Linked DNA regions of Ovis aries: region 1 is linked to region 2. The links are chromatin contacts, called in public Hi-C maps. All regions are on one chromosome and are shown on one strand. Each heading gives the region's core, a stretch centred on a gene start, on an enhancer-like site or on the middle of the called end of the contact. The rest is flanking DNA. Distances are from core to core; before and after follow the strand shown. Region 1 overlaps CRISPLD2 (cysteine rich secretory protein LCCL domain containing 2). Region 2 holds the start of COTL1 (coactosin like F-actin binding protein 1).

Region 1 (5,576 bases), core at 1,708-4,207, 150 kb after region 2:
TAAGGGTGGTGTCATCTGCATATCTGAGGTGATTGATATTTCTCCCGGCAATCTTGATTCCAGCTTGTGCTTTATCCAGCCTGGCATTTCTCATGATATACTCTGCATATAAGTTAAATAAGCAGAGTGACAATATACACCTTTGATGTACTCCTTTTCCTATTGGGAACCAGTCTGTTGTTCCATGTCCAGTTCTAACTGTTGTTTCCTGACCTGCATATAGGTTTCTCAAGAGGCAGGTCAGGTGGTCTGTATTCCCATCTCTTTCAGAATTTTCCACAGTTTATTGTGACCCACACAGTCAAAGGCTTTGGCATAGTCAATAAAGCAGAAACAGATGGTTTTCTGGAACTCTTGCTTTTCCATGATCCAGCGGATGTTGGCAATTTGATTTCTGGTTCCTCCGCCTTTCTAAAACCAGCTTGAACATCTGGAATTTTACGATTCATGTATTGTTGAAGCCTGGCTTGGAGAATTTTGAGCATTACTTTACTAGCGTGTGAGATGAGTGCAATTGTGTGGTAGTTTGAGCATTCTTTGGTATTACCTTTCTTTGGGATTAGAATGAAAACTGACCTTTTCCAGTCCTGTGGCCACTGCTGAGTTTTCCAAAGTTGCTGGCAGCATCTTGAGTGCAGTACTTTCACAGCATCATCTTTCAGGATTTGAAATAGCTCAACTGGAATTCCATCACTTCCACTAGCTTTGTTCATAGTGATGCTTCTTAAGGCCCACTTGACTTCACATTCCAGGATGTCTGGCTTTAGGTGAGTGACCACACCATCATGAGTATCTGGGTTGTGAAGATCTTTTTGTACAGTTCTTCTGTGTATTCTTGCCACCTCTTCTTAATATCTTCTGCTTCTGTTAGGTCCATACCATTTCTGTCCTTTATTGAGAAACTATACTCAGTATTTTTTAATAATCTATAGTGGAAAAGAATCTGAAAAGCAATATATCCATATGTATAAATGAATCACTTTGCTGTGCACCTGAAATTAACACAATGTTGAAAATCAACCATGCTTCAGTTAACAACAACAACAACAAAAGAGGCCCATTGAACTTGACCTTCAAGCTGATAACCAGCCAGAGGGGAATAAAATTCAGGGTCCGCCAAAGGGGTATCCCTCCTTCCCAGCTTCAGCCAGGTGAGGCGAGGGATGAGAAAGAAGTGGGGAGGCATGTCCTGAGCTGCCCCCTTGCGTCCCCCCAAAGTTGATGGAGGAAGGTAGATTAAGGGGGAGGCAGAAAGCAGAAGGACTCAGAGCTACCCCCAGTGCCACACAGAGGGGAGACCACCATGTTGCAGGATGGGGGACCCCTTTTCGAGCGCTTGTCTAACACTAGGAAATGAACTGTCAGAGGAGACACGTGTGCTGACAAAGCAAGAGACTTTTTGGGAAGGGGCACCCGGGCGGAGAGCAGGAGGGTGAGGGGACCCTGGAGAGCTGCTCTGGCACATGGCTCAGCCTTGGGTTTCATAGTGATGGGATTAGTTTCCGGGTTGTCTCTGGCTGGTCATTCTGGCTCGGTCCTTCCTGGTGGTGCACACATTGCTCAGCCAAGAAGGATGCCAGCACGGATTCTGAAAGGTGGTAGGACACATGGCGTTTCCTTTTGACCTTTCCCAAACTCTTTCCAGTGGTGGTGGCTTATTAGTTCCATGTTCCTTACCAGGATCTCCTGTTGTAAAACATCCCATGCAATGCTTACTACAGTGCGTGGCCTGTGTGTGGGTTCAGTCAGTGTGCTTCCCCGAACAACCACGTGCAGGCCCAGCTCCAACATGGGACAGCGCTGTGTGTCCAGGCTGCTGTGGGGCGGCCTGGTTAGGAGGGAGTAGCCAGAGCTGAGCCCAGGTAGTGTTGCTGTAGCGTTGATGGGGGGCTGGTAAAAAGCTGTGTCCACATGCTGGCCCCCAGACTGGCAAATGTGACCTTGCTTGGAAAAAGAGTCTGTAGGTGTGATCAAGTGGCCCATCTCAAGAGGAGATCAGCCAGGCAGGCTCTACGTGCAGTGATCACTGTCCCTCTGAGAAGAGGAGGGGCCGGGTGAGGATGGAGGCAGAGGCTGGGGAGAAGCGGCCACAGGAACCCCCGAGCCACTGGAGACTGGAAAGGGCAGGAGAGGTTTCTCCAGAACCTTAGGAGGGAGACATACCTCAGCCACACCTTGTTTTCAGACTCCTGGCCACCAGAACTGCGAGAACATCAATTCCTGTTGTCTTAAGCATCCCCTCTGCACCCCCTCCAGTGTGTGGTCATTTGTTCTGGCAGCCACAGGACCCTAATCTTGGCTCCAGTGTCATAAAAAGATCTGGGGGTTGAGTGGATTACCCCTGCCCCGGCAAAACCACAAAGACCCGAAACAGCTCCTGCCCCGTGAAGCATCATTGTAGGAAGGAGAGAGTCGAGGAAGATGCACCCATGAGAAGCTCCAGATGGCACATCTCAGACAAGTGACCTGAGACTCTGCAAATGAGCAGAGATGCTGTCAAGGGACAGAGACTGGGGCACTGCTTATTGTCAAGTTTAAACTAGTTACCACTCCCCGCACCACCCCACCCACCCTGTTCTAGAAGATAAGCACACACCTCTGAGCGGAAGTGGAGTGAGCGTAGCTGCCTCTCCCACAGGGGTGAGAAGCACGTGGAGGAGGAGGATAGCATGAAGATGCCTTGGCCACGGTCACGTCCAGTCTGGTCCCAGCTTCTGCAGGCCGTCCAGGGCTTCCCTGATGGTGGAAGGCGGCTACTGCCCACCAGAACAAAGCCTAGGGCTGGCCCCCATCCAATTCCTACATCTGGAACATGTTACATGATTGCTAGAAAAATAACCAGACGAACCCAGGACGTTTCTGGTAAAGAGGCTCCGAGGAAGCAGCTCTTGGAGCAGATGACTCAGGCTGTGCTGAGGGCTGTGTGGTCTGCGAGCCACGCTGCCTGGAAGCCATTCCCTGCGCCCTGGCTGATTCACCCTGCAAGGGGCATCGCAGAAGGCTGTGGCCTAGCTCCGTGGCCGCCCAGATACCCTTTTGCAATCACAGTGAATCATGGGATCTGCGTTAATGTTCTGTGGCTGCTGTAGTAAGTGACCCAACCTTAGAGACTTAAGACAGCATGTGAAATGAAATGCGCATGCTCAGTCGTGTCCAGCTCTTGCCACCCCATGGACTCCAGGCTGCTCTGTCCATGATATTCTCCAGGCAAGAGTGCTGGAGTGGGTCACCGTACCTTCCTCCAGGGGATCTTCCTGACCCAGGGGTCAAGGCCACGTCTGCTGCATCTCCTGCATTGGCAGGCAGGTTCTTTAGCGCTCAGCCACATAAATCAGCACAAACCTACTGTCCTGCTGGGCTGGAGGTCAGAAGCCTGAAAGGGTCTCACGGGACTAGTCAGGGTTCCTTCTGGAGACTCCAGGAGAGAATCTGTTTCTTAAATCCTTTGGCTCATGGCCCCCTCCTCCATCCTCGGAGTACGTCCCTCTGATTGTACCTCACTCCTCCTTCTCCTCTGACTCTGACCCCTGCCTCCCTGCCTCTCAAAAGGAGCCTTGTGATCACACTACACCCACAGGATAATTCAGGGTAGTTCTTCATTCCCAGATCCTAATCACCTTAATAAAGCCCCTCCTACAAAGTGTGGTGATTGGACTAGTGTTCCCCCAGATTTCATCTCCACTCAGCCCTCAGAACATGACCTTCTTTGGAAATGCGGTCTTTGCAGATGTAATCAAGTTGGGGTCCTACCTGAGTGGGGTAGCCCCCATCCAGTCACTGGTGTCTTGTAAAAAGAGGGAAATTTGGACACAGATACTCAGGGAAGACAGCCTTGTGACTTCGGAGTCAGGGATGGGAGGAACGTAGAAACCAGGAAGCCCGAGGATCGTCAAGACAGGTGGAAGCTGAGGAGGCGTGGACTTCATCCTCCCTGAGGGTTTTGGAGCAAGCATGGCCCTGCCGATGCCTGGATTTTGAACTTCCGGCCTCCAGAGCTTTGAGAGCACAAGTCTCTGTTGTTTCACACCCCACCCCGTTTTTGGTTGTTTGCAGCAGCCCTAGGAGACTGATGCGTCAGCTGTTTTTCGCTCAGTTGTGTCCAGCTCCTTGCGACCCCATTTACTGCAGCACACCAGGCTTCCCTGTCCTTCACCATCTCCCAGAGTTTGCTCAGACTCACGTGCATCGAGTCGGTGATGCCACCCTCCCGTCTCATCGATGCATTCCAGGCTTCAGTGATCAGGCTGTGCTCCTCCTGGGGGTGTTACTCAGCTCATCACAGAGCCTTCGAGGGGAAGGGAACGTCCATGGCAGGGAGGAGCTGGAGACGGCAGTCAAGCCAGATGTGAAGTCTAGGTCTGGGACTTCCCTGGTGGTCCAGTGGTTAAGAATCTGCTTTCCCGTGCAGGGGACGCAGGTTGGATCCCTGGTCTGGAAGGTCCCACATGCTGCGAGGCCTAAGCCTGTGCGCCACAACTGCTAAGCCCATACTCTGGAGCCTTGCTCCATAGCAGCAGCATAGGCATCGCGACGAGGCGCCAGCGCACACCGCAACTAGAGAAGAGTCCGCACGTCACGACAGACACCCAGCGCAGCCCGAACTCAACACGAAAGACGAAGTCTAGGTTCCCTGCCTCAGGCCTTGGCTCAGGTGACTGACAACTCGGCTAGGGCTAGGGGTCCGAGGCCACTTGCCCAGGTGCCTGGCAGTGGGGGCTGGCTGGCAGCTCAGGCACAGTCCGGGGTCCTTGGCTACCCCCACCCCATCCTCTCATCCTCCTGTGGGCTAGACCGGGCTTCCCCATATCATACCTGTCTCTGGTCTGAGAGACCAAGAGCAGAAACTGCAGACCCCGTGGGTCCCAGGCTTGGAGCGGGTGCCCCATCCCTTCCCTCACAGCCTGTTGTCCAGAGTAAAACCATACGGCCAGGCCAGGCCCAAGGGAGGAGCATTAAACTCCGCCTGGTGATGAGCTGAGGGCTGGAGACACAGGGGGCGAGGATGCGGGGTCCCTGCCCCACTGACCACAGGGCCGTGACTCCCGGGAGGAGACCTCTCCAGCTTTGGCCTGAGTGGAAAGTGGGACCCAGTCAGCAGCAGACCCACGTTACCCAGCTGACGACACCGACCTGGAACACGTGTGTGCAGGGTGAGGCCGTCCTCGCAGTTGTCCCCGGGTCAGACCCGCCAGGGCTTGTGCATCTGCAGGTCTCACTGACTCACCAGCCAGCGCCTGCCAGGGGCTCCGGAAGTCTGTCTTCCATGAGGGCCATTATTTAATAGGAACACAGAAGCCACCCCATCATTTGGAAATAATCTCAGTTTGTCTTGGTTTAGGCAAGAAGGAGCACAGAACCTGGGCATGTTTCGTATAATAATAGATCACAGGGTATGAATGCCTCCAGTTGTTGTCATTGTTGAGTAGTTTCTTGGGAGTCAGAGATGATTGTATTTCAGTCCTTGAACATTTGGTGCGTGCCCACTGTGTGCCCAGCCCCATGCTGTAACAGGAAAGAGTGGATCACCCCTCCCTGTTCCGGTCACCTATTGCAGAACAAGAAAGCACCCCCTAAAC
Region 2 (5,752 bases), core at 1,193-3,692:
CTTTACTGTCCAGAGAGGAAGGAAGCTGGCTTGTGAGAAAAGCTCAGAGCCGGCAAGGCAAAAAATACTGCTGAACCTCCCAGTTATACACCAAACCCCAGGAGTCTGCACTTACTCCACTTGTGAAAGCAGGCATCACGGTGGTGAAAGGACAGAGGTGGCTGAGAGACAGGGTTCCTGAGTCAGGGGCCTGGCTTTCAATCCTGGCCCCGTGCACCTCAGCAGATGTGAGTTGTGATAGTACTTTACACATCTGCTTTTAAACAAAGGGTTCCTCAGATGGCTCAGTGGTACAGAATCCACCTGTCAATGCAGGAGACTTGGGTTCCATCCCTGGGTCGGGAAGATCCCCTGGAGAAGGAAATGGCAACCCACTCCAGTATTCTTGCCTGAGAAATTGCACAGACAGAGGAGCCTGGCAGGCTACAGTCCATGGGGTCACAAAAGAGTTGGACACGACTTAACTAAACAACATTTTAAACAATCCTGTCCAAAAGCAGTAAGTGAAGGTCTAGAGGTAGCTCTGGGAGATGTTTTAGTTGGGAGATTTTTTTTGGGGGGGGGGGGGGGGCAGGGATGGTAAATCTCAGCACCACCCAGCCCACAGCAGACACTTTATAGATATTATTTGAATTAGAATAAATTCAAAATAGTAATTTGAATAAAGAAAAGGGGCCGTTGCGTGATCTTGAGCACAGTGTTGTATTTTTTTTTTATTTCACAAACAACCATGTCATTTGTACAGGCACTGACTCACCTATCCTTTCGACAGCCCTCTAAGATTACAGGGGAGGAAACCAAGGCCCCAAGAGGTTAAGTAACTTGCCCCAAACCACACAACTAGAAAGCGGCCACAAGGGGATTCAAACCCACCATGCTGACTCTAGGTCCCACCCTAACTTTCAGGCCGTACTGCCTTTGTCTGAAAATATCTATTTCCAAGCCAGAGCCCAGAGCCCAGAAAAAGAGTCCATCCTCCAATCTTAGCTTTAAAGGGGCTTATTGCCAGTGATGCTGGGCCTTTTGCTTCAGTGGTGTGTGTTGGGGGCAAGGACGGGAGGTTGTGGTTGTACCTGCATGTGGTTTTTCCACTTAATGATTCAAGACAACCCAGGGAAAGGCACAAAGTTTACAAATCCTGAAGATTTTGCTTGACAGATTTCTTATATGTACACACCTGTGTAACTGCCTCCCAAAATACAGAATATTCAAAACACAGAATATTCCCAACCCCTTGAGACCCCACCCCACCTTCCATGTGCCTCTCCCAGTCAGTGGCTAGCCACCCACAAGCGGGACCACTCTTCTGACTTTTCACGCTGCAGATTAGCTTTGCCTTTTCTAAAATTTCACATAAATGGGATCATATGGCATGTATGTGTTCATATTCTGCTCTATATTCTACAAACAAAAACACATCACCAGCACATGGACAATGACGGCAGGAGAAAGGAGGGGGCTGTCGCTAACCATTCCTTTCTCCTTCGATAAGCACCAGGATTGTTTTTATTTTGGCTCTCTGACTGATGAAAGGGGAAACCCGGGAGGGCTGGACCCTGGAGTATGGAACTCCGTGAGTTAACGGTGGAAAGCTAGTGACCGTGGGGGCAAAGGAGCTGTCCCGCCTGAAAAGGTTACTGTGAGAGGGAGGAGGCTGCCGGTCACCTCTGGTTGTTCTGGATGCCCAGACGGGAGAAGGCGTTGTGGAGGCTTTAGAACGCTCCAATCTGGTTCCTCCAGCGCTGGGGGCGCCCAGGGTAGCCTCAGGCTCCTCCCTAGCATTGACCTTGTTCCAAAAGACCGGGAGTCCCCCAGAAGGCGTGTCTCCCTACCTGTGCACTGTTGGATGAAGTCCTGATATTCCGCTCCCTGCTCGCCGGGGACGATGGTGGAGCCGTCATATTTAAAAGTCACCCTTTGGATTGGGAGAAGAGAAAAACACACACATACACATACACATCAGCGTTGGTGCCTGAACGGTGCCGAGCTTCCACAGAACAATCTAAGAGATGCTCTGGCTAGCGAAAAGCCAGCGCTGGCTTTCCACGCTGTCCCGGGTTAAGGCTGCGGGGAGACCGCACGGGGATGACCCTTAATCCGTCCCGTCTGGAAGACGGCTCAGCGCACCAGGGCCCTCGCGAGCTCAGGCAGCGGGGCTCGAAGAGCAATGCAAAGTTCCTCACCAGATGACGGCCGAGCTGTCGTCGCGCACCAGGTTGTACGCCGTTCGGCAAGCCTCTTTGTCGATCTTGGTGGCCATCGCCGCGGGGCCGCAGTGGGGATACTGTGCTCGCAGCGAAAGATGAGCGCGCTTGGGGCCAGCTGCAGGGATCGGAGCGGAGCGGGGCGGGGACGCGCGGAAGGCGGGCGGGCAAGCGGGCGGGCGGTTGGCAACAGCAGCGAGAGAAGGCGAGCTCCGAGCTCCGAGAGCAGCTGTGGCTCCGAATGCGCGAGGAGCGCAAGCTAGACCCAGGCCACGCAGTCCCGCCCCCCTCGCCCATTGGCCTTCCAGGACGCATTAAGCCCCGCCCCCTATTTCTATTGGTCTTAGCGCGTATCGGGGGCGTGGCGTCTTTACTCACCAGCGGCCAATACCAGCCCGAGTGGGTTGCGCAACCCTGCGAAGGGGGCTGGAGAGGGGGGCTTTTTCGCCCTCCTCCCCTTCTCTCCTCCCCTCTTCTTCTCCCTCCCCCCTTCTCCTTCCTCCTCCTCTTCTCTTCTCCTTCCCCCAACCCTTTCGATGTTCTCCCACTCCCCTAACTCCTCCCCCATTTCCTCCTCCCCAAGCCCTGTTTCTCCTTTCCCTCTCTCTAGTTCCTCTCCCTCCTCCCTCCTTGAGTCTCCCTCCTCGAGTCTCCCTCCTCATTCACTACCCGCTCCTCACCTCACCTCCTCCCCTTGCTCTTCCCACTTCCCTAACCCCTTCTCCCTCCTGCCTCCCTATTCCCACCTCCCCTCCCTTCCCCCACCTCCTACCCCTAGTCCTCCTTATCGCCCCCAAACAACAACTCCGTTTACCTCCTTCCTATTCCTTGTCTTCAAGCTTTTGTCCTCTCTCTCTCTCTCACTTTGCATCCCCCCTCCTCCCTATCCCTTCCTCTACCTCCCTCCTCCCCACCAGGGCTCCTGGGCTGCAGAGCTCCACAGGGAAGCTCCACATGGGTGACTTACTGCATCAAACTGCCCCGCCCCAGTGTTGGGCTCCGTGGTTTCTAGGTAGGGAGAAATCGGAAAGAAGTAAGATTGTTAAATAGGAGGGGATAGAAAGTGGACTGCTTCTGAAACACTGGTGGGATCACTGTTTACTCTGTGCTCTGGTTATTTGCATTCACATCTTATCTCCCCCTTTGGGTTCCACTGAGGGCAGGAGCTGACTCATTCTGTCTTCTTCCTTCCCTCACTGACTCACTCATTCATTCCCTCCTGCAATAATTCCACAAAGACCAGTTACAGGGTTGAGGCAAGTAAAAAGGCTGGACCCCCCAAGACTCGGCTCTTGAATTGCATCCAGTGTTGCCTCTTTTTAACTGTGGGCCTTTGGACAAGCCTCAAAAACTCTCTGATTACTTTCCTCCAATGGGATAGTAATAGTACCGACAACATAAGAGTCGCACATAGCGACTAAACAACAACTACAACTGACATCATAGGTTTGCTTTATGATTAATGTTTAATGAAACTTGTAAACAAATATGTTAGACATTCAACAAAAGGTCATTGTTGTTGGTTATCAACTAAAATAAATCGTAAATAGAAACCCCAAAGGTCAGGGACAATGTTTAATTAATAATAAAATTAATTATCAATGGTAAACAAACAAAAATCAATCAAGCATTGAACAGACACATGGGGGGAGGTGAGTGGGAAAAGTAGGAGCTGGTATTGCTGTAAATTAAAAGGCAAAACAATTCCAGTTGGATACAGTTCAAAGCAGCTCCCTGATGAAGATAATGAGATAATTAGCTATTAGAAATCAAACCAAAGATGGATCCATACCTCACACTGCAGATAAGGGTAAATTCCAAAAGGATCGAAGATTTGCCTGTAAATAAAGGAAACCACAAAAGTGCCATAAGAACACATGGGAAGCTTCCTTTATAAGATTGGAATGGGAAACCAAACTAACCATGACTCAAAATCCAAAAGCCATAACAAAAGATAGATACATTCAGATATGTAAAAAGTCTTCTTCGAGGGGAAGAAAAAGAAAACAAAACAAGGCAGTAGAGCAGTAGAAAGTATTTGCAACTCAAATCAGGAAAAATTTATCTCACTGACATGTAGAGAAACCAACCTCGAAAAAAGAGGGAATTCCCTGGCAGTCCAGCGGTTAGGACTCCATGCTTCCACTCCTGGGGAGGTGAGGAGGGCTGGGTTTGGGGAACTAAGATCTTGCAAGCCCTGTGGCACAGCCAGAGAGAAGGCAGAGAAAAGAAAAGTGAGCACAGGATATGACCAGACAGATCAGAAGGCTCTTAAACAATGAGAAGATGTTCAATCTCAAGCCCTAATAAGAGAAATGCAAATTGAAGCAAAACTGAGATAACTTAAAAAAAAAAAAAACCTAACAGTTTAGCAAAGAGCAAAATTTGACAAGCATGCTTTGTTGATGAAGCCATGAAGACCCAGGCCATCTCATACAAGCTGGTGGGAGTGCAAGTGAGCACAACCAGGCATGGAAGCCACTTGTCAATATATAGCAAAGTTGGAAATCTCTGTGCTCTTGGCCAGTTTCCCCTAGAAACATCAACAGGACATAGGGCGCCCCGTGTGCCTTGGTCCTACACTCAGAGATTCTGATGTAGTTCATCTGAAGTATGACTTAAGGGGTGGGATTTTTTAAATCCCCTTTCATCATTTTCATGTGCAACTGTAGCTGATGGCTGCTGCTATAGACACAGTCAAGTAATCATTGAGTAATCATCATTCAAGTAATCACTGACTCAATGGATGAGTTTGAGCAAGCTCCAGGGAGTTGGACAAGGAAGCCTGGAGTGCTGCAGTCCATGGGGTCACAGAGTCAGACACGACTGAGCGACTGAACTGAACTGAATCACTGAGCTTTACTGTTAGTAGCAGAAGTCCCCCATTGATGGGGGGCTGGATGAAGAGATAATGATACAGGTGTGCCATGGAGAAATCTGAAGCTGGAAAAACAAAGAGTAGGGGGCTTCTCTCTATGCACTGTTACTGACAGATCTACAGTCTACATTAATGATAGAACATTAATGATAGAGAGTCTACATCATGACGGAACAAAGCAAAGTCCAGAACAGTATGCCCAAAACACCTTCTTGTGCGGCTACCTTTTTAAAGTCGGCGGAGGGAGTACAGAGATATTTGTGTTCTTTCATAAATACCTCTGGAAGAACACACAAAAGAAAAATAAAAAGAGTTGTACCTGAGATGGAGATGAGGAAGGAAGCCAGGTACAAAGGGAAGAGGAGAAGAGAGAGATTTTACCATATACCATTTTACCTCTACCTATTCTGTTCTGTTTTTGAGCATATGAATGCACTATATATTAAGAATGTTAAGCAACAACAACAAAGTGGTTTCTAGTCTGAATTTGATTCCAGAATTCAGGGACCCTGCCTGGGTGCCTTGACGGTTCCACCTTTAACTGTGTTTATCCTATTCGTAGTTGCTGTCGCCCTCTACTGGACTGAAAGTGTAAACAAAACCTGATTTTGAGCATTGTGAGGTCAACATGCCCAGCTAAGGCAGAACAATAAACTGCGCACCAGTAATA

Evidence for each region. A called contact is a pair of places that touch in the nucleus more often than the background predicts.
Region 1: a contact with region 2 is called in a Hi-C map of tail adipose tissue, with 5 times the contacts expected there. The contact joins the enhancer-like site here to the promoter of COTL1 in region 2. A contact is called at or near these places in 9 of 16 Hi-C or Micro-C datasets (hypothalamus, liver, mesenteric adipose tissue and 5 more).

What each region holds. Positions count from the first base shown.
Region 1 is chr14:10,503,169-10,508,744 of ARS-UI_Ramb_v3.0, forward strand. All of the region lies in intron 1 of CRISPLD2 (cysteine rich secretory protein LCCL domain containing 2), which reads left to right. Among named protein-coding and RNA genes, the nearest start is that of CRISPLD2, 23 kb to the left of the region's middle. Within about 2 kb of position 2,958, at least 8 of the 54 cell types and tissues checked have an H3K27ac peak or open chromatin away from gene starts, as enhancers often do. A contact at or near this core is called in tail adipose tissue, where this site is marked.
Region 2 is chr14:10,355,817-10,361,568 of ARS-UI_Ramb_v3.0, forward strand. COTL1 (coactosin like F-actin binding protein 1) reads right to left here and starts at 2,443. Exons shown (of 4, transcript XM_004014943.4): 1 at 2,184-2,443; 2 at 1,833-1,915. The coding sequence starts at 2,260.